Regions from separate parts of the Mus musculus genome. Here all the other regions are linked to region 1. Evidence: chromatin contacts called from public HiChIP or PLAC-seq data. All regions are on one chromosome and are shown on one strand. The core of a region is the stretch at or near the end of the contact, and the rest is flanking DNA. Distances in the headings are between cores, read along the strand shown.

The links. HiChIP or PLAC-seq counts read pairs in DNA pulled down with a chosen protein or histone mark.
Region 2: an H3K27ac HiChIP or PLAC-seq map of regulatory T cells shows a contact between it and region 1, with 4 times the contacts expected there. The contact joins two enhancer-like sites. A contact is called at or near these places in 1 of 484 Hi-C or Micro-C datasets (the HL-1 cell line) and 1 of 115 datasets of contacts at active chromatin or transcription factors (regulatory T cells).
Region 3: an H3K27ac HiChIP or PLAC-seq map of regulatory T cells shows a contact between it and region 1, with 7 times the contacts expected there. The contact joins two enhancer-like sites. A contact is called at or near these places in 1 of 484 Hi-C or Micro-C datasets (bone marrow-derived macrophages) and 1 of 115 datasets of contacts at active chromatin or transcription factors (regulatory T cells).

Annotation. Positions count from the first base shown.
Region 1 is chr16:24,049,974-24,052,845 of GRCm38.p6, forward strand. No RefSeq gene overlaps it. Among named protein-coding and RNA genes, the nearest start is that of Gm46545, 31 kb to the right of the region's middle. Within about 2 kb of position 1,373, at least 17 of the 459 cell types and tissues checked have an H3K27ac peak or open chromatin away from gene starts, as enhancers often do. A contact at or near this core is called in regulatory T cells, where this site is marked.
Region 2 is chr16:24,505,622-24,508,493 of GRCm38.p6, forward strand. The region is part of intron 3 of Lpp (LIM domain containing preferred translocation partner in lipoma); the gene reads left to right. Among named protein-coding and RNA genes, the nearest start is that of Gm24440, 100 kb to the left of the region's middle. Within about 2 kb of position 1,395, at least 62 of the 459 cell types and tissues checked have an H3K27ac peak or open chromatin away from gene starts, as enhancers often do. A contact at or near this core is called in regulatory T cells, where this site is marked.
Region 3 is chr16:24,338,346-24,341,217 of GRCm38.p6, forward strand. No RefSeq gene overlaps it. Among named protein-coding and RNA genes, the nearest start is that of Gm38456, 44 kb to the left of the region's middle. Within about 2 kb of position 1,441, at least 37 of the 459 cell types and tissues checked have an H3K27ac peak or open chromatin away from gene starts, as enhancers often do. A contact at or near this core is called in regulatory T cells, where this site is marked.

The sequences.
Region 1 (2,872 bases), core at 123-2,622:
GCCGTATGCTCTCTGACCAAGGAACTGCCTCTACTTGAGAACCTCAGGTTTTGAATGTGTTGCCAACCCAAATGGATGGATTCCATTAAACTGAATGAGCTCTGGGTGGACTTGGTGTGGGAGGGGATATGGAAAGCAAGCACAGGGACTCCTCCAGCTCCTGTGGCCTAAAGCTAGGGTGGAGCTTCTGTGGAGCTCAGGATAGGTAGAATGCCAGGAACCTGCAGGCAGGAGGTTTCCTCTACATTATCATTGACTGTGGTCCTCTTCAGCTTTCCTAGCCTCTGTGAGCCTCAGGGTCCACGTGAATCCAGCGGATGTAATTCTTCTCCTCCATGAATCCTTCTTCCCATCCTCCCTCTTGTTCACATACTGCTACATGGTTGCTAGGCAGACAAAGACATGCCTTCCTATTATGCGGAAGACATAATAGGATTAAACAGTAACAACACAGAACAAATGTGTGGGGCTTGTTGTTGTTGTTGTTGCTGTTCCTCCGGTTGGTTGACTGGTTGGTTGGTAGGTAGGTTGGTTGTTTTTCTCCTGATAAAGCAAAGAAACAGATACTTTTATTTTGTTGTCCTTGTTTTGTCAAGAATGGTAATGGTGACATCATAGGTTCCCTCACAGAAGAAATGAAAACAAATGAGGACAAGGTTGTTTCTTTCTGCCATAGGCGTTACTTTGCATTTCTCCAATAGACACAGGAGCTCCTCAAAAAAATGTGGAGACAAAGTCACCATGTGTTTAGACAAAGTCGAGAGAGGTCTAGTTGACTGTACACACACTTGGGAGTAGCTTGGCTCTACGTCACCTCTCTCCTCAGGAAGCCTGCCATCCTGCAGAGTGTCTAGGTTACTGTGTCTTCAGTAGCTGAGATCCTCAGAGGGGACTTGGATGAGCTGACAGTTTCTTTGGAATAGGTGGCCTGTGCTCTGGTCAGTCAGGCCTGTGGTAGAGGGCTCTCTCAATGCATCAGGCCCAATCAGCCTGGGCCCTCTGCTTGGAGCCATATTGTTTAGGTCTTAGCAAACAGACCAGCAGGCTAGACGCTCTTCAGAATGCTGCGCAGTTAGCCGGGCCCTCCCTCCCTTCCTTCTTTCCTTCCTGTTGTCTCGGTTTCTGGTATTCTTTGAGTTTTGAGACAAGATCTCACACTGTGTCTTAAACAGGCCTCAGACTCATAACTCTCCTACTTCCACCTCCCAAGTGCCAGGATCAGGTTATTCCATGACATCCAGCCAAACTAGAATGTCACATTCTTTGGAGTTGCAGGTCAGGTTCGGGAGGAAGAATCTAAGCCACAGTTGTGGGTGCTTCTGTTTCTGGGCTGTTTTCACCCTTTGCACACAGGCTGAAATAGTGGTGGAGGATTCTTTTCTCCAAGGCCTGCATGTGTATCTTGGCCCTGCTTTCCTTAGCTCTGTGCCCGTGGGCAGCTGTACAGTAGAAATGTGGCTATACCACCCGGTGTGCCACTTGGCTACACGGTAGCCTCTTGGATTGGATTAGTGGAGTAATCATTTTCACATTGCACATGTAGTCTGACGTTCAGGCAAGTGTATCTTCACACAGTGTGCCTGACTCTCACGTCCCCCTTTCTTTTCTTTCTGTTAGCCAAAAGCCACCTGCCCCTCAAAATCTATGCAAATGTGACCTTCCCAGTGAATTCTCCTTCTAAAATAGTAACCAAGCTCAGCTTCCTAAAAGCCCAATAGCATATAGTTTGTTCACTATTTTACTGATACCCACTTGGTACAGAAAAATCCTCAGCGTAATGACTTGACACACAGCAGTGTCGTAAAGATCATAGAGAAGTCAGGGGTGAATCAAAGAAGGAATTCTTGCTTCACACGGTCCTAGGTCATGGTTTGTTTGAAGGGCCTTGCCACTTGGAGAGCCAACCAAAGTAGAACTCCATATTTGCTGCCTCCCTTAAGACTCTATCAGGGGAAGGGAATAACCAATATGGAATCGCCTCTGATTCCCACTTACCCCAGCACATAACTTAAGCAAAAAGTCACGGCCCACAGCTATTAAGTGCTTAAGAAATGCAGATGGTGCTAAACTGAGAAGAGCTTGCCGATAGCCAGAAGGTGACATAGGATGACCATCTATGGCAAAACGCAGCCATCGCCTGGGACAATGTGCTCACAACATTTCACTACTGCTGATTAAAGGACAAGAGACAGACCGGACTTAGAAACATATTCTACTCACTAGCACACTGGATAGAGATTGGAAGATAGAAACGGCTTGTGGGCAGAGACAGCCTCAACCACGTGAGCCTGACCAGCAGATGACGGCATTGCAACCCACCTTGGTCTCCCCTGATTGGTCAGGTCATAACGTACAATCATTGAAAGAGCTCCACTTATTATTATTGTTGAGGAAGGTATAGGAAGTATCTCCAGCTTATGGCTGAGACAGTTCCATTACAGGGAGTGGAGTACAATCTAAACTTCATTGTAGTTTCCTTGGTTTTATCTGATTTCGTGGAGTTGGAATTATACTGACTCTATATATTAAAATGTTAATATTCTTTTTATAGATAACACATGCATCAGGTACAAAATCCAGTCAATACCAAAGGGTAAGGCAGCAAGAAGTCGATCTCCTTCCAACACCAGCTTTCTTCCAAGTGTCATGTTATTCTTTCTCGAGTCTCTGGCTTGCCATTGTCCAGTTTTGAGTGAGTTAATAGCCCTTCCTCCTCCTCGAAAATTCTCAGGAACCAAAATATGCCTGTAAAAATGGAACGCATTTTTAATGCAATATATCTATGCTGATAAGATGCAATTATGCCACCATCTGCATGTTGCTTAACTGCAATTTTATAGTGTAGATCTTTCTTTAAAATATTTCCAACTGA
Region 2 (2,872 bases), core at 145-2,644, 460 kb after region 1:
GGAAGGGCTCCTTTGTGAGTGTCTCGGGCTTGTTTAGAAATAGCACCTCTCAGTATGTGGGCACATTCGACACGAGAGAAATAAGTATCTAAATGGGTAGTGCCCACATGTCCTCCTCCATGACTGCACCACCTTCCTCTGTGCCACGCCAGTTACAGAAATGCTGCTCTTAGGCTGTTACATGACTAGGATCTGAATTTTGAATTGTTTTTCATTGTTTAATACAACTTTATATAATGTTTTAACTTTAACGGAATGTTAAAGTTCTCTGTAAGTACTAAGCTTAGTATACTTTATTCCTTAAACATAAGATAATAAGTATCCAAATAACAGAGTGTGAAGACTGTTAGAAGTATTATTAAAACATAATTTTGAAAATTTGGAGAGCTCTTGGAATTTTGGTTTATTGTCTTTTAATTTCAAAGGGTAAACAATGTAATTTAAGGCAACCACACTTTAAAATATTAAAATAAAACAGAATAAAACCTAGTAGTGTCCCAGCAAAGATGCATAGACTTGAAAGTGTGAGCTCTAAGGTTGCTTGTATTTGAATGGTGTGCACAGACAGCTTCAGTGGGAATGAATAACAAAGCCTATTTAAGCCTTAATTTAAGTGACTTTAATGAGGGATAGATGTGCCTTGTATGCTTAGTTGTACATATTAAAGGATGTCTGTAAGGACCCAAGATAGTGTTTAGTGCATGACCTGCCCGAAGGCCAGCCTCTGTGGATGGTGGCCTGCTTATTGGGTGGCACGCTCATAGGTGCTGGCTGCAGTACTCCTTGGTGTCCACATTGCCTTGCTTTGTCCTGGCTTTTCTTTCTAATCCAGACCTTGGTACCAGCCTGGTACTGGAGTTGTTGCATGCACAGTGAAGGGCAGCCACTTAGTGGAGGTTTCTGTTTTTGTTTTTGTTTTTTAAGATCTTGTTGATGCAGAGCTATTGAATACCTGGTGGAATCTTACCCCATAGGGTGCAGGGGAAAGTTGATGATGGTGATGGAGAGGTGGGTTCTTTTTCACTATTGGCAGAGGTGAGTGGGCTTGGTCTGGAGTTATAGCAGATGGCGGCTGGTAGGAAGGGTGGGTAGAAGAGAGACCCACGGAGAGTTTGATGTTTGAAGTCTGAGTTTGTGATAGAGCTGAGCCATTGTAGACCTGCAGCATGTTGTAGTATTGTGTAGGGCAAGGAAGGCAGGGCTACTTTCTAGTCAGCCCCACATGCGTGTTTGCATAGCTGTTCCTAAGTGTGTGTGAGTAACGGGGCCAGTGGCTTCAGGGACTTACCCAAGGCCAGAAAGCTAGGAAAAAGCTTTCATTTGACTAAAGAGTTCAGTCTGGTAATGACTATGAGTGACAGAAACGGGCAGCAGGAACAGGGAGGGAGAGGGCCTCTGCCCCATTTCCTGCACCCCAGGCAGCTAGTGAGTAGGAGTTCTAAGTTTCAGTATTTGATAGCATCACCTCCTCTGCTTTCCCAGAAACTATTCCTCGAAGTATGAATTGAGTTGTTCCTCTGTGGGGAGCTGTCTCAGTTCAGAGCTGACTTTCTGCTCTGGTTGTTTACTGCAACAGGGCAACAACTGGTAATTTAGAGGGAGGATAATCAAATGGAAAAAATAAAACCGAGCACACTAAATGAAGCAAAACCCCAGTGCTGTGCAGCCGGGGGCCTGGGTGTGGGTCTCAGGACCTGTGGGAATTGGACAAGTACATTTATTTCCTGTAACTTGGAGGAGAATGGTTTCCATGTGAAAGATTGTTCTGACAGTGTTTTGCACACTTAGTGTGGATCATAGGGTAACGAAATGGAGGAGATCATGGACTTGAATTCTCTTCTCCTATGTGAATTGTAGAAATAAAGAACTGACCAGCACGTGGAAGTTGTGGATATATATCTATAAAATGTGGCAGGGACCTCATAGTCCCCCTTTGTTCAAGATCTGTGTGTATCTGAGCTCCAGCATGTATGCATACATGCCTGGACATACATGGAAGTTGTTTTAGATTGTGGTGGTTGAAGCTACTCACCCAGTGAGCATCTACCCCAGGGGCTCTCCTCTGCCCTTTGCAAAGGCCGGCTGCCAGTATTCTCTGATTATTATTATTATTATTATTACTTAATAAGCTCAGCTGTGCCTGCATGAGGGAGTCAGCTGGAGAGACCCGTGAGCTTTATTGAGCTCTTTTTATTGGTGGAACTTCTCCCATGCTTGCTGCTTGTGGCCACAAGGACTCACTGGTCAGAAGAGGAAGGGGAGAGAGTATCTGGGGCAGAGGACATAGCTTCTTGCTATGAACCTGCTTTTCCTGGGCGTAGATCTTTCACAGAGGAAGACAGAGGTTTCAGGGCTGTTTAGCTCCTGTGTCCTTGAGACTGTTGTGAGAAATCTCTGATTGGTGCTGCTTCAGATGTGAGGCTCTCTTCCCCGCCCCATGTGTGGCTGTGACTTGTGTCTTGGCTATTCAGGTTTGAATGAGTCAACACACTGTGACCCTGTGGTGTGCTTCGCAGCACACTAAAATCAGTCAGAAGGCAAGGCTGCCTGTCCTGACCCTAGTGCCCACTCACTGCGCATGGGTGAGAGCCTCTGGTCACTTCTAGAGTGCGCCTTCTCTATGATGGGGTTGATGTGGAAATCAAGAAGAAACATTTTTGTTTAAAAGTAATATTGGACCCTTTAGATCTCAGGCCATTTGAAATAGGTACCTAGGGGCCATTAAGATGACTCAGCAGTTAAAGATGGAGGATCAAGCCTAGTGACTTGAGTGTGAGCCTTAGAATCCACATGGTAGATGGAGAAAACAAACTCTCAGAAGTTGACTTCTAAGACTTATGCACTGACATACATGTCTTGCTTTTTCACACAC
Region 3 (2,872 bases), core at 191-2,690, 290 kb after region 1:
ATTAAAGCAAATGCAAAACAGAAAGATAAAATGCTCCAACTCATGGCTTCTTCCAGAGTGTCACTTCTGTGGTTACTGAGAAACACGTTTGCCTGTCACCTCCAGTGCACTTCACATCGTCTTACAAAAGTTCCCTCTCGGGAGGCTTCCCGTATACTAAGACCAAGGAAAATGGCGGGCACTGGGACTGTTCCTACGTGTTCTTTCCCCCCTCAGAGCTCTTGAAGCTGTAGTGACTTCCACCCCATTTCCTTCAGCACCTCCCAAGGGTATTCCCCTCAAGGGATGTCTCTTTTCTACAGACAAACACATCCTCTGGTTTTTCTGCCCTCTTTTCTCCATTGGTCATATTCTCTTTCTTTTGTCTCTGTCACAACTTGATTGGTTGTCACTGCTCCTTCAGTCCGACAACCCCAAGAGCAGTATGAACCACAGCTCCAGTGAAATGCAGAGGAAGGTCTTCGTCTTCTGGTGAAATTAGATATTACACAGAAAACACTTCCCCGGCCTCAAACAATCCTTTAAAAATACCCAGACAGTACTATGAGAAATTCTGCAAAAGGCTTATCAGTAATCTCATCAGATGTTTTTCTCAGGTACAGACAGTCCACCCAAGGAAAAAAGAAAACAAACAGAAGTTCTGCCCTACATAATGACTAATGTCACACTATTTTTAACACAATCATGTCTTCCTTCAACTAGGTTGTAAGGCAAGAGCCCTTAGAGAGATGAGACTGGGCTTTACTGGTGGAAACATTATCCAGTAGTTATACCTAAAACCGGAAAGAGCCAACTCTGAGGATCCCTGGACCCAACTTATAAGTAAGATACTCAAGTCATATAAGCCTTGGAGAATTTCCTCAAGAGAGTCAGCGGCTGGAGGTAAAAGCAAAAAACGGTCAGACTGGCCCCTCTCAATGGGTAAAAAAAGGTGGGGTGATTTATTATTGAATTCAGTCATTGTCTCAGGGTGACCCGCTTACCCAGGAGGAAGGCTCTGTGCCAGTTTGAGCACTGCCTTGATTAGCATCTGGAAATTCCAGGTTCTTGGTTGACTTGGGGGGGGGGGTCCACATGTCACCTGCCACGCTCTCTGCCTGTCTCTTCTCCTATCTCAGTAATCTGAAGAGGAAAACTGTAAGTCTGGGCCCATAGTCACTGTGCATGACTTAACTGTGACATCTATCATGCAAAAGCAGCTGGGCTTGGGACAGTGTGGGTTACCAAGTAGGGGTTATTATAACTTTGGGGGTCTTGTTAAAAGAAAAAAAGTCTTACAAGGTAAAGGTCAGCAACAGATGATATGTGGAATACTCTCTAACTTTTCCACGGCGAGGCCTTCTAGGGCCAGGGCATCCTTCTGGATTTGCTGAGGGTGTGTGTTTCCTTTTTAAGGTCATGCACTCGAACATATGGATGTGGTAACAGTCGGCTGGCTGACTGGCTTTCATGTGCTAGTGGGCGTGACTGTTTATAAGAACTTCTTAAGAAAGCTGAGTCCCTAACACTTGCAACCTCAGGCACTCACAGGAAGCTAGTTTCTGGAACAGACCCTTTTGTATGTCCAAGAAAAGAAGCCTTCTTCCAGACCTCATTAGAAGAAGCTGGCTTTGGAACAGAGCATGGTGAGCCTGCGAGAGACAAGCTGAATTTGTGTAAGAATGTAATTCCTCCCACCAGAAAAAGGAAATGGAGCTTTCTTTCCAAGAAGGCTAACCAAGAATGGCATCCCATCCCAGGGATGTTTTTAGGTAATCATGCTCACAGCAGAGTAGAGCAGTGAGAACACTTACAGTTCCCTAGGGGGCTGGGGAGACGGTTCAGTGGTCGAGCACACTTACTGCTCTTGCAGAAGACCCAGATTCTGTCTCCAGCACCAGCATCACAAAGCCCACAGCTGCTGATAACCCTAGTTGTAGGGGACCCAAAGCCTCCGTGAGAACTGCATGCAGGTAAACGCTCTCACACACAAACACTTAAACAAAGACAATAGTATAAGTCTCTGTTTGAAACTGAAAATGAGCCTGCAGATTAATCTCATTGTCTATGAGGTCCTATCTTACCTTCTTTTCCAAAGTATTTTTTTTCCTTCCCTTTCCTTTTCTTTTTCTTTTTTCTTTTTTGTTTGTTTCTTTGTTTTGTTTTTCTTTTTGTCTTTAGGTTTTTTTGATAAGTTCTCTCTGTGTAGCGCTGGCTGTCCTGGAACTGACTTTGTAAACCAGGCTTGTCTGGAACTCAGAGATCCACCTGCCTCTGCCCCTCTGCCTCTCTGCCCCTCTGCCCCTCTGCCCCTCTGCCCCACCCCCTTCACCCACTATCACCGGTCCTCGCCCTCGTGTATCCTCTGTCTCTTGTTTAGCTCTTCTCATCCATCCCCTCCTCTAATTTCTAAAGAAATCTGTTTTGTGTACCACAGCAAGAAGTCTAATCAGTCAGAATGGCCTAGGTCCACCAAACCGCAGAGGGCTGTTTCTCACCCCCTCTCTACACCTTTGTTTGGCTTTTAGAAACTCAGATCTACACCCATTATTTCCCTGGATTTGAGACTCAGGCTCAAATGCTGCTGAGATTGTAGAATGGAGAAAAGAACACACCGAAGGCGATCAACCTTGAAAACAAGACATTGCTGGGAGTGACAGAAGCCACTGTTGCTCACAATTTATTAACCCAACCCACGGGTAGCCAGAAGGCACAGTCCTCACAGTCGTGCACATTTGGTGACTAGTATATAACTCCTTTGTTTAAAAAGCAAGCAGGCAGACGGGCGTGGTGATGAACACCTTTAATACCAGCACTTGGGAGGCAGAGGCAGGTGAGTTTCTGAGTTTGAGGCCAGCCTGGTCTACAGAGTGAGTTCCAGGAGAGCCAGAGC